2 separate regions of the Triticum aestivum genome follow, and region 2 is linked to region 1. A link is a contact called in public Hi-C data. All regions are on one chromosome and are shown on one strand. The core of a region is the stretch at or near the end of the contact, and the rest is flanking DNA. Distances in the headings are between cores, read along the strand shown. Region 1 holds the start of LOC123183150. Region 2 has its middle 84 kb from the start of LOC123183154.

What was found. Hi-C and Micro-C count contacts between places; a contact is called where the count stands out from the background.
Region 2: a contact with region 1 is called in a Hi-C map of leaf, with 4 times the contacts expected there. The contact joins the enhancer-like site here to the promoter of LOC123183150 in region 1. A contact is called at or near these places in 2 of 5 Hi-C or Micro-C datasets (both in leaf).

The regions. Positions count from the first base shown.
Region 1 is chr1D:474,268,198-474,274,803 of IWGSC CS RefSeq v2.1, forward strand. LOC123183150 reads right to left here and starts at 3,989. Exons shown (of 16, transcript XM_044595892.1): 1 at 3,682-3,989; 2 at 3,362-3,595; 3 at 2,923-3,049; 4 at 2,762-2,802; 5 at 1,623-1,716; 6 at 1-1,201. The coding sequence starts at 3,552. LOC123183151 (a long non-coding RNA gene) reads right to left here. Exons shown (of 7, transcript XR_006492459.1): 6 at 5,648-5,823; 7 at 4,884-5,435.
Region 2 is chr1D:474,414,064-474,420,669 of IWGSC CS RefSeq v2.1, forward strand. No RefSeq gene overlaps it. Among protein-coding and RNA genes, the nearest start is that of LOC123183154, 84 kb to the right of the region's middle. Within about 2 kb of position 4,203, at least 2 of the 8 cell types and tissues checked have an H3K27ac peak or open chromatin away from gene starts, as enhancers often do. A contact at or near this core is called in leaf, where this site is marked.

The DNA.
Region 1 (6,606 bases), core at 2,739-5,238:
CTGTATTTTCCACTTCAACTATCATCCGGGCACTATCTTCAAAAGGAGCATGGACAACTTGATTGGCAGCCTCACCATCATTCATTTCCATGACCTCACGGTTAACAACTGTGCTCTTACATCCCACCAAACCAGCCTCATTAGCCATGTCTTCACTCATAGATGAACCCAATAGTTTGGGATTCTCAACAGAAGACAAATGATTATTTGGCATGATGGATGTGTAGGATGTCTCCATCTTCTGTACGTCACCACTAAGAGCCAGTGAGCAAGTCTCATTCGGAGCAGATTTCTTTGCAGGAGGTCGTACACGCCTTCTGGTGTAGACAAGTAATTCTTTCTTGCACTTTTCAACTGAGAGCACATTGTCACTTGGTTTGGGAGTTGGCTGATTGTTTTGTTCTTTGCCACTGAATGTGGTTGAAGAACTGCACTCTGTTGAAACAGGCTTCTTTCTATGTTGGGCACTTGATTCTTCCTTGTAATTTGCATTGCACAAGCTAAGTGCTAATGATGCAGCATTCAAATGGACATTGCACTTGGTTTTCCTTGGTCTGCCCCTTGGTTTTTTCAGACTTGGTTCTGCATGATCAGCAGTAGTTGCAGGTTTTATCTTTCTTGGTCTCCCCCTTGGTTTTCTCAGACTTGGTTCTGCGTAATCATCAGCAGTTGCAGGCTCTAACTTTCTTGGTCTACCCCTTGGTTTTCTCAGACTTGGTTCTGCATAATCATCAGCAGTTGCAGGTTTTATCTTTCTTGGTCTCCCCCTTGGTTTTTTCATACTTGGTTCTTCGTGATCATCAGTAGTTGCTGGTTCTATCTTTCTTGGTCTCCCCCTTGGTTTTTTCATACTTGGTTCTTCGTGATCATCAGTAGTTGCTGGTTCTATCTTTCTTGGTCTGCCCCTTGGTTTTTTCAGACATGGTTCTGTGGAATCATCAGTGGTTGTCAGTTTTATCTTTCTTGGTCTCCCTATCGGTTTTCGAGGAACTGATGAACTCTCAATGGAGTTATTCTCGTCTGGTATTTTTCTAGGCCTTCCTCTACGATTGCTCTTACTGTACGCAATCATTGACTGATGAGGATCTGCCTCTTCAAAGGGTGCTACGAGACACCAAACTTGAATGATACCTCTGCCAATCAATGGCATACCAAGCTTATGGTAAGAAGAACCAGGAGGATGAGCAGCAACAGCAAGATACTGCAACAGATAGAAAATTGTGAGCATGTTATATTTTTTTATATCCAAGTAAATTCTTGCAATTAAAAATTACTATTCATACACTGAAAAACAACCGCAAACCATGCAATGAGCCTGTATGCAAATGCATTTGAGAAAAGTACTTTGATGGATGACCTGAGGTTTTCTTAGACATATTTCTATATGCCAACATACAGTATACAGTTGAGTAAAACAAATCAATATATCATTGAGATGTGGGTTTGGGAGCCACTATAATGGCATTTTTCTCATTGCTAAATCTGGGCGATGAACAAAACATTTCTCCAGATAGTCTTACAAGGGAGAAATTGGATAATAAGATGACGAATGAGCTTTTTTGGAATCATGACTCACAACAAAAGAGCTACTAGTTCATGACCATCAGTCAGTTGATCACAACCTCACAATTTACACGAGAACAAGGCTTGTCGCACAACTTTGGGCACCAGTCCAGCGACCAAACACTTCCCCCAGCGAACAAAATGAAATCAGAACTGCAACAATTATTAAGATATTTAATCACAGTTCACTCAAGATGGTTCACCACAATCATATGGATAGTGTAACAGAAAAAAGTGAAAGAGTGCAGAAATATGGAAGGTCAAATTTAGTAGCGTATCCACGTCTCATTAATTTATGACACCACTGATATTTCAATTAATGAAACAACACAAGCTATTGTGCGGATTGCCTACGTCTCTCTTTTTATCAACAAATCTCCCAAGAGCAGCAGAACCTTGCATGGGTTGACAGCAGTTGATGACCCAACTCACTCCTGGACCAAGAGAATACTGCTTGCATTCTCAAATAACTGTACTTTTTAGAGTGTGCAGTCAAAGATTTAAAGCTTTGATCACTAATATACACAATAGCACAAATGGTATTTGTATATGGGTTAGTGGAAGTACATATCACTAATTATTTTTATCTAATAACTTTACTAGTATATAACTAGAAAAGGTACTGGCCAAAGGGGGAGATGCTAATTTGCGCGCGCGCGTTGCAGCGCTCACTTTCAGACATGTAGTTTTCTCCCGACTTGGAAAGTGGCGTTAGAGCAGTAGGTGGGGGAATTGGATAAATAAGAGCCCCCCCCCCCCCCTGCAGCAATGCACGCCTTAATCAGCTAGCTGTATCATGCGCTCAAACCTCATCCATGTGGTGGGGCCCAAGGCGTTCAGCCTGTCGGCCGAAAGACTAGTTTCGGATGGGTCGCTCGCTGGAGCGAGCGAGCGTGAAAGAGTCCTTTCGGGTCAAAGGTGTATTTGAAATCAAGTTATGTTGCATGTGAAACAACAAGGAAATTATTGTACTTCTGTAGAAATCCTTCACCAGCAACAAGATGAGAATAGGTACTGGTCTGCGGAATACATTAGGTCATAACTTCAATACTTCAAATAACAGAACCAGAGGAACTTAAATCATAATGTATCTCTCCACAACAATACTACCTTGAGTAATTAGTTAGGGAAAATCATGTAACAACATAAGTAGATTCTAGAAAGTTGAGGAAGTCTAGATTATATATAGAACTAATACCTGTCTGTATTCTTATCCCTCCCATCTTCCAAGTGTGTGACCTGCATTGATTCACACTTATATGATCCAAGAAATCAGCTAAAAGCCTAAGCCTTCTGATGTTGTAACAGGGAATTTAGACTCACAAATTAGCGCCGGCAATCAGTTCTAGTTTTACTAACCTGAGGAAAAGATGCAGATGAGAACTGTGGTAAGGTTATCTCAGGTGTGTCATCTCCGGATGAAGCTGATCCAGCGCCGTAAACAAAACTAACACCTTTTGGCTCATAAGAGAAATGCCTCCATTCTCTGGGAAGATAACAAATTTATCATTATCAACAGATCACATGTCTGGCAGAATGGAATCCAAAAAACATTTGATGACTCTGTTTAACCATAATCTTAGCACATTGCAGTTACATTCGCAGCATACCTAATTGGAGAACACAAGATATCTTCTCCTTTTCTTTTTACTAGTTTACTCCATACTTTCCTATTTTCATTCATATTTTTAATTAATGTTCCATGGATTACTCAAAAGTTCATTCGGCCGACGAGCCCAAAACTGAAACTTGCCAATTTTACCGCGGCATTGCGGGAGCAAAGGAGAGTGGTTTTTACCTGAGGAACGTTACTGAGGAGGCGAGCCTTTCTGCTTCGGCGTCGGGGAACCCCGGCTGGGGGTCGCCGGTGGCGAGCTCCGAGATGGCGCGTACCGCCCTGGAGAAATCCTCCTGCGACTGGTCGAACAGGCAGACCTCGGCGCCCTTGCTGCCCTCTTCCGCCTCCGGCCGGAGCGGCGGCGCGGCCATCGCCGGCTGGGGGAGCGGCAGGCAACCAGCGAGGGCTCTCTACCTAGGGCATCTCACAGATCAGCAATCAACATTCATATGCAAGAAGGAAGAAGCCAAGAACTGTCCACTGCCAAAGGAAAAACCAACCTTCGCGAGGAGGCGCGACGCGAGGCCGGCGGCGTCCTGGCCAGCAGAGGGGCGAGGCGACGCGGTGCGGGCAGGAGAGGAGCTAGGTGAGGCGGCGGCGGAGTCCTGGAAAGGGGAGGGAGAGCGGGGGCAACCGGGGGCGCGCGGCCCGAATCGGGGACCGGGCGAGCGGCGTTCGGCAGCGCGCGGAGAAGGAGGCCGGACGAGCTCCAGCTCCCCCGTCGAGCGGGCGGACCAGCGGCGAGCGGCGGCGGAGGCGCGACCTGATCTCGCTCAGGCCGCAGGACGCTATCCCCTGACGAAGTGTCGAATTCTTCAGATAAAAAGCCGAGACATGATCGGGTTCAGTTAACGGACGGCGATCCTCGCTCCTTCCCTTGGGTCCCTCGATCAACGGCTGAGATCGATCGATTTCCATCCTATAACTATTCGCCGATCGTCCGCTCCTGTGGGCTGTTGTTGGCCCGGGTTCTAGAGCTGCTGCACCCCTCTCTGTCCAATGTTGCAGCTCATCAACCTGCACTTCGTTCCAGAGAGAGAGGGGCTAATAACTAGCAATTCAAAAGGATGAGAAACAGAACTATAACTCTGAGTTGGATTTTCAGATTTAAAATACAGGGGTGAAGAAACTCCAAGTCAAATTTAAAAAGAAAATTCAATTTTTTTTATTTGATATTACTAGATGCCATTGATATGGTGTGATGCATGTCGGCTCCATAATTTTCCGCAGGTCATCCGACCATAGTGCATAAGTAAATTAAGTGAGAATAAAAATTAAAATCCAAAAAACGTTGATCTCCCAAAGGCCACCCGTTCGACAGGTCCACGTCGCCCCATTGGAGCGGGGTGCCCGTGTTCTAGCTAGTACCGTTGGCATATCTCCACGCCGATGTGGGGCCGCTGCCATGACGGAGCGGGTGGCAAGATTGAGAAGTTGGGCTGCGTCCCTCCTTGGCCCCAACGAGCAAGACAACTACTCGGCCTCCCGGTCATGCTTCCCCAGGATCCACTTCCACACCACTGTGGCCACGGGGCGACGGGCGGCGACGCTTGTTAGGGTTTGTCAGGTGTAGGGGCAGAGGGAGAAGATGTGTGTGTAAGTGGACCGACGCTTAACTTTAACTTGATGTTATCATCACGCTTGTGTTTGTGTATATGTATGTAGTTACGTACTACTTTCAATTCCAAAAAACTTGTGCCTGTGAACAAGTCGACTATACTCTTGCTTTATTGCTCCCCGCAAATAAATTACTATCTATTCTCTCCACATCAACGGAGGTGATATTCAGGTCCACTCCAGTAACAAGGTTACACACCATCTAAACCACCATAACCCTGAAGAAAATTAGTCCTCGTGATCAAGAAAGCCCAAATTCAGACAATACTGATTGAAACAAAGTAGAAAAGGCCTCAGCAGTAGCCCCATCGTCGGCCTTAATTTTGAGCTGGGCCTTGGATGATGCTGGGTTCACAATGCATTCTACAAGGTACTCCCTCCGTTCGGAATTACTCGTTCGAGAAATGAATGTATCTAGATGTATTTTAGTTGTAGATACATCCATTTTTGTGACAAGTAATTCCGAACGGAGGGAGTAGAAAGCAGCAGCCCCAGCTTTCTGACCATAAAAGAAGAACTTGTGGTTTGGAGGCTGGCCGCCTGAAGCAACGCATTGAATGTAGTTGTTTTGCATATGACGAATGAGCGATTGGTGATTCATCAAAGAAGCTGCCCCTTGTGGAGTTAAAGAGCATTCCTACAACACAACAAACCATACAAGAGAAGAATGTTTGTTAAATTACAAATGTCAAACTCATCAATGCGATGAATATCAAGGGCGGGCTCAAAGTAAAATCATAATAATCTCAAACCAAGTGAAACCATTTAGAGGAACATATAACAGAAGAGTATGCTGCGCTGCCCATAATCATGAAATGTAGCAGGGACAAAAACTTAAAAGCAACGCACCTGAGAAAAAGATAATGCTAGTTGGCTCCATTTATTCTGGAAATCCCTAGGATCTAGCACAGGCCTCAAGTCGAGGGCCAGTGCACGGGGTGGTGGAGGGGCTGGGACATCAGGGACACCATTTCCGAGGATCATCGAGACCGAAGTTAAATGTGTGAGCATTCAGTACCTCTGTACTAGAAGTGACAACAATAAGTTGAGTTATCAGTAGTGACCGCAGTAAGAAGTGACAACAATAAGTTGAGTTATCACTTGAACTCATAGCAATAGAAACTACGTAGAACTATGTACACAGATACTACAACTTGCATCACCAAAATCTAGAATTTTTCTTCAACTCGAGAAAGATTTCACAGGAACATTTTTCTTCAACTCCCGTCCATCACAGTTACAGGAATTAAAAACTAAGGGAGCAACTTAATAAGCATCAACTTTTTCCTAAAATTTTCAGCAGTTCCTGTAAGTTGAGAGACAAAAATAGAAGAAACAACAGCAGCTAATCTCTGTTCCCTCAATCGCGTCCACGACGCTGTCGAGGAGAGCAGCGGGGGGGGCCTTGGAGCGACGGCGACACAACAAGCAAAAAAAAAATCTAGCATTTCAATTTGCAAACACGATAATATTTCTGATGGTTCAGAACAGACCATATGGTCAATCAACAATGCAAAGAAGTTGCATTTTTATTAGTTTGAATTGGCCTTGTGATTACCAGGAAGATCAAAGATGTCTATAATATCATCAGAACTAAACTTTGGCGCTAGATCAATCTAGTCTCATGCCTAATTTACAGTAGTACATATTTGACGCTAGAACCTGTGTGTCAGAACTAAACTTTGACGCTATGATAATCCAAGAAGATGAAGCAGGACTACGCAAACGCAAAAATACAGATTGGTGACAACGGACGAATTAAATCCAAACAAGAGAATCCGTACGTGTGTCAGGCCTAATTTAGGTTA
Region 2 (6,606 bases), core at 2,953-5,452, 150 kb after region 1:
ATCAAGTTAGTATCATAAATTCATTAAATTCTATGACACCTTATTAACATTGTCTAGTTGGCACGCATGATACTAGTGATACTCCTATTACGGATAACCTACTGGGGGAGCAGCCAAGCCCGTCCATTTAAACAACCACTCCCTCCTATCATATTAATTGTCGTTAATTTGGATTAGAGGGAGTACTTTGGTTGAGCGATGTTTTGAGGTGCTCGTTTGGTTGATTGGAAGATCGTATGGTTTTGGGACTACAGTTGCTTTAACGCTAGACTAGTGTTTCCAGTCAAACCACAGCTTTCTTTACAAACCAGGGCCATGTCATCCTTTTCTATAAAAGAATGTCCGACTAGGAAATGCCTAAGGGTGGAACATTATTGATAGTGATTGTCGTGTATATAATCCTGACAATAAGTATAGGGGTATGAATTTTGAGGAACAGGTACCGAGGTGCAGAAGGGTGTACACAGAAGAATGTATACATGTTCGGAACCTCTACGTTGGAGGTAATACCCTACTTCTTGTCGGTGCTTTTGCTCACATGTTTATAGGATGATTACATATTAATGTGAACCCGCACTCGGTGCCCCAGCCATGGTTTATATAGTGTGACATTCACCGAAGCCACAACGGTTGTGTTAAAGCTATGTATAATGTCCCATTCATAGTCGTCTGTTTCTAGTCATTACACAATGGTAATGGCCATATAGTTAGAGCATGTACGACTATACCTGGCTAACCTGGGCCTCTAAACGTTTATGGACACGCCGGGCTTGTCCATGCATAGTGACTGACGACCCTTCAAATGTCTGCGTCCCATGGGCGTCTTGGCTTCTTCTCCGGACGCCCCACCGGCAGCCGCTCCCACATCCAAATGGAGAGGGCCCAGACAAATCCACCCATATTGGACTTGTCTCCCGTCCTCTGGGTTGCGTTGTCAAGCTGCAAAACATCAAATGAGGATCAGATATAACAAAATGTCATGGACATACTTTCGTAGGTTGGCAATGAGATACTCTCTTACCGAACGATATAGGTAGGCGAGAGATGTGGACCCCCAACCGCATCCTGCATCCCAGTCGGCTAGGAAGAACAGATACGACCAGTTGGCAGAGTTCCCCGAGCTGTCTGGAAACACGGCCTCCGTGAGAAGATACCACAGGTAGGCCCTCGCGTACCACTCCACAGTCGCCTCATCGGCGTCTTCGGGGCATGTCTTCCGGTGCTTCGATAGCCAGGGCAACGATACACCGGATGTACGGTTACCCTTAGCACCGGGGCAGTCGCCGACGAGGGTGGTAACCCTCTGATGCCAGTTGGTCCTCTCCACTCGCCCGGTGAGTGCTTGACCCTCGATCGGCATGGCAGTAATCATCGACCAATCCTCGAGGGTCACTGTCATCGCCCCGCATGGGAGATGGAAAGAATGGGTCTCCGGTCGCCACCGATCAATCAAAGCTGTCAGAGCTGCGTGGACAAGCATCGGTGGCTGACGCTTGAACTGCAACACGAAACCCAACAGTCGGGCTCTCTTGAAGTACGGCGCGTAGCGCTCGTCGTAGTCCATATTCCCGGCAACCTCGTGATCCCTCATGCGCAGTGGCTGGAGCATCTGTCAAAAAGTGGACGACAATAGTTAGGAACTTATTTTCATCAATCCGAAAACTTTGATCAATATTTCCTTCATATTACTTACCACTCCGTTCTCTATGAAACGGGCATGATGACCCTTGTCGAATGCGTAGTCAAGCATGGAGTACCGTGGGCCGCTGCTGTCCGCAAGAGGTGCCCGCCTTAATAAAATTTCATAAACAAAAGCATCATAAGCATAAGCATACATAAACAAAAAAAAGAAATTTCTTGATTACATTAACTAGGGTTCATCTTCCAACATGCATATTCCTCCAACAACATCTACTACACATGATGGATCACATCATATCAACATGCATCATATCAAAATAAAATCCTCCAACATGAATCATATCATCATTTTTTTTTAACAATTTTTTTTGAAATAGAGTTCATCTTGAATGTATTTTCTCCAAACAACATCTTCATATCATCATATCAACATGCATCATAAAACAAAACAAGTCCTCCCACATGCATTACATCATAATTTTTTTAACAAAAAAAATTATGAACTAGGGTTCATCTTCACACTAACATATGAACTATTGATTAGAGTTCATATTCAATACCACTAGTTACTAAAGAACTAAGAACTAGAACTAGAATGAAGCTAAAACAATCCTAGGTCAAAAAAAATTCTAATCTAAGTTCAAAAATATGAGGGATTTCAAGCAAATAATGCGTCGAATCGGAAGCAAGTTTGCAAAAACTACTTGGAGGGATCAGAGGAGCTTACATTTCTCTCTTCGGGGCCATCTCGATCCGCAAAAACGATGACGAAACGGTGAAGACCCGGGGGGGAGTGGAGGAGATGAGAGAGGGAGAGAGGGGCGAGGGGGAAAAAGAAGAACTGCCGACGGGGGAGGGGAGGGGTGGGGAGATGGGCAGGGGCGCGGGGTCTCGGGGGAAATAACTGCTCGCACCCTACCGCCAGGGGTGCTGGCGGTAGGGTTAGACAGCCTACCGCCAGGGACCCTGGCGGTAGGGTGCGACGGAGGGGGACGGCGGTTGTCTCCACGTGCTGACGTGGATTGGTAGGCTGTCTAACCCTACCGCCAGCACCCCTGGTGGTAAGAAAAAGGGTCAAATCCCAAAATATTTCCCAACTGGGGTCAGATCCTGAATTTGTATGCCAGAAGGGTCAAAACACGAAATTTTGCCGAAGGGTATCTATCAGCCCGAACATATAGGTCCGGTAAGAGGGGTGTGGCTGGATCGTAATTTTGTGATCGGTCATTGACCGGACCGTCCGTCTGAATGTATAGAGGTTCGGCTATAGATGTCTTAATAGGTAGGGACGATGTGTGAAAATGCCTGCTATTAGTGTGTAGGTACCCCTACCTATTAATAGCATGCATTTCCAGGAATGAAACGATTTTGCGGATTACGAGGCAATCAGATTGGCCGACACGAATGGGCATGTGTGTGCCCCTACGAATTTCCGACATGGAAGCATCTTAGTGTTGGCTAGATATTCTCATGAATACATGGGGATGTCGCTAGGCATAGCTCTTTTCAAGTTCTCTTTCACAGTTTACTTTTGTCATCTTTTCCTTTTGACATTGCGCATGCTTTCTTTTTCTTTGACACTGTACTAACTAGCAAGCATGCATGAACCACGCGGTTGGTAAATTAACAATTACAGGGTCGGTGTGGTCGCCATCGTCCAATGACACGGGGTTCAACCATCACACACAGGCAGCAAGCTGGGCCCGTGCGTGCCGATGTTGTCAGCAAATAAAACTGGCAGATTCGATGATGGATCACACGTCAACTCACCTGATCCCTATGGACGATCCTTTCATGTATCGATAACCTAATCTGATAGTATGGTGTTGACATGACATGGATAACCTAAACAATTCGTATATACGCCGACGGTGAAAAGAAAACACATAAGTCCGTCCGTTCTTGGGTCCTTCACTTGGCTACAACTTGCACCTAGCTACGCATGCGGTGAGAGAGATCGACTTGCTTGGACGTAGCGCTGACAAGGTAGAGCCAGTCCTTGCTGCTAGGGTAGCTGTGTTTTCCCCAGATTCCGGAAGCTTCAGAGCGGCACGGCCTCGCCGTACGTACCTGCTCCTCTGTGCCGCATGTATGCTGCAAAAGTTTCAGGAAGCTTCGTTGCCATGCATCGTGCATCCCCGGCCCCGGCCTTGGTGGTACGTGCGGCGCAGACAGCCTGCACATGCGGCCGCGGCCCCTCTCTGATCGATCGGATCCAAGTCCAACTCTTGGTGCAAAGCAGCTACCACCAGCCAGGGACGCGCTCTCGTGCCCATCGTGCTCTCTCGAGGCACAAGATGGAGTACTTTACTGCACTGCACGTCGGAGAATCAGCCGCTCTGCAGATCTGCGCTACGGACCGCGGGAACAGACAAAGGGCCTGTGGTGGTAATTCGGTTTGTTAATCTCAGAGAATCGGAGCAGAATCGCGGCTTTTCTCTTGAAGAAACACGCGCCGTTCCAATCAACGAGAATCACGAGATCCATCCACACGTATACTTTTCTTGTTTTTGCACGAGACAAGGGATCCACGCGCGCAGGCGCCCCGCACTACTGCCTGGTCGCTGTCAACGATCGATCCATCTATTGTATTGTGTATGTGTACGCACAACACAAATGCCGGGTCGCCCATTATTAATCAGGTCAACTTGCTTGTTTTCCATTCTTTTCTAGACTGGACTAGACTAGACTGCAGTTTCTTTCATGATTTCGTCCTGCCTTCATTTCGTAGCAGTAGTAGTACACGAGTAGTACGTTGTCTCGAGCTCGATAGGTTGAAGGGATGAACGAGCGTGCGTCTTGTGCTACGACAACAATAGTCTCTGGATTTTTTATATGAAAATAATAGCCTCTGGATAATAGTCTCCAAATTTTCGCTTCGCTTGCCTAGGGATTTCTGCGCGCCCCGCATCAGCATCAGACAGTAGGGATCACTCTAGCCACACCTAAACTTACTGTCGACGTAAGTTAATCTGGCTTCAAGTTTCAGATGTCGGCGCCGACTTTGCCCTAACTTACTGTTGACGTATCGGGTGACATTGCCCACATGTAGATGTAGGATGTCTTTGGTTTGCATCATTTGGCAACGCATGTTTGTTGCTTGAGGTACTGGGAAAGGCAACTAGCCCCCGCGTCGCCCTCCCAGGCGGCACGGGAGGCCATTTATCTCCGCCTCCTCCCTAACCCCTCGCCGCCGCCGGTTGGAGCCGCCGGGCAATGCCCCGCGTGGCGTACGGCGGCGGCGGGGCTTCTCTCCTTTACAACGCTCGAGATCGTCTCCTTCTCCTCCCTGAGTGAGTCAACACCGACCGGCTGTTCTCTGTCGTGTTTCGGATGGGCTCCTGTCTCGCACATGGTGCCTTGATCCAGCCCGCCGGCCGCCGACCAATGCCTATTGCCTTCCCCTACCCAGATCTGATTGGGTCCAGATGGGGGAACCGGTGAGGGATGGTGCTCACACAGATCCAACCATCACCTATGAGGCAGGGGCCATGTACAACGTCCTGCCATGCCCAGTTCGAGGTCAGTTGAGGGTGCCCATGGTCGCCGGTCCTTGGTCAGGTCAGCGGTTGTCCGCATCAGTTGCGTCTCCCAGGGCGGCGACTAGCGGCGTATGTAGCATTGACGCGGCGGCAGATTGAGTCGTTTGCCCATCCATCGCATGAAGCGTATGATTCGCCGGATCCGGTTCTACATCTCAGGCAGCCGTGATGGCAACGGTGATCGCACCGAATTGTAGCGGCAGATCCTCTGATTGGTGGCCATCGAAAGATCTTTGTGAGAGTTCCTCTCTCCGGATCCGGTGGTTGTCTTCGACGTGTGATGCAACCTACACACAACGGCTTGACACAGAGGGTATGGTTGTGCAGCAGCGGTGGTCGGCTAGCCAGCGCATGCAACCGATGGGATAGAGCAAAAGTGGTGGCGACAACACATGATTGACTTCAACGAGCTCTGGGGTGAAAACCTAGGTTTGACCCAAGTTGGTTATAGCTGACAATGGCGATGTTTTTGCATCGTTCCCTTGTTGAAGGCATTGTTCGTATATGTTCAGGTGAAAACCTAAAATCTAGATTTTGGTGGTTGGATGCGATGACGGTGGCGCTTGAGCGTCGCTCCCTTCTGGAAGGCGTTGCTGTTGAAGATCTTGGTTGCCCTTATGATGTCATGAGATGGTTGGTGCGGCTATGGCCATAATTGTTATTTGTCGATCGCGGATTTGATTACTTTGGGGTTTTTTTTGCCTCGTTTGACAGGGCTTTGGTCTTAGATGACTTTACTATTTTCAATGGGTTTTTATATTTTGAGAAACCATGGCTACAGAGTACACCATGGTGGGTGCATACTCATTCCACATTACATCTTTGATATCAGCCAGGACATCAGAAAGCGGCAAAAAGTCTCCCGCTCTCCGTGCTCATGCGGCTAGCTCATGAGCCAGCTTGTTTTCTCCCTGCTTATGACACTGATTTCTGTATTGGCGTAGCTCATTAGGAGGTTCTTTGCATCGGTTACACAAGCATGGTAGGCCGATCTACACCTCTCCTCTGCCTTTAGCTCCCGCACTACTCCGGCACAGTCTGTCTCCAAGATCAGGCTTCCATTGAAGTACTTGGCAAATTCAGTTAACCCCATCACTGCAGCTGCAGTCTCTGCTTCTTCAATCGAACTGCAAAGCGGTAGCTGCCGGCCCACTAACAAAAACACATGGCCCTTGTGGTCTCTGGCTACGGTGCCGCCCCATGCTTCCCCAGTTTCCACCAGGAAAAAGTAGCATCTGTATTTAGCTTTGCTCTTCCGGCTATGTGCATTCTAACTATGCAGAGTCCGGGTGTGCGCTCATTGTGTTTGTATCACCTTGATGCTTCATTTTGAGTCAATACAATCCACCCTTTATCGAAATAAAAGTTTGTTGCTTGATTAAGCAACGTGCTTGCATGAATTGAATTGCACGCGTGACCGACA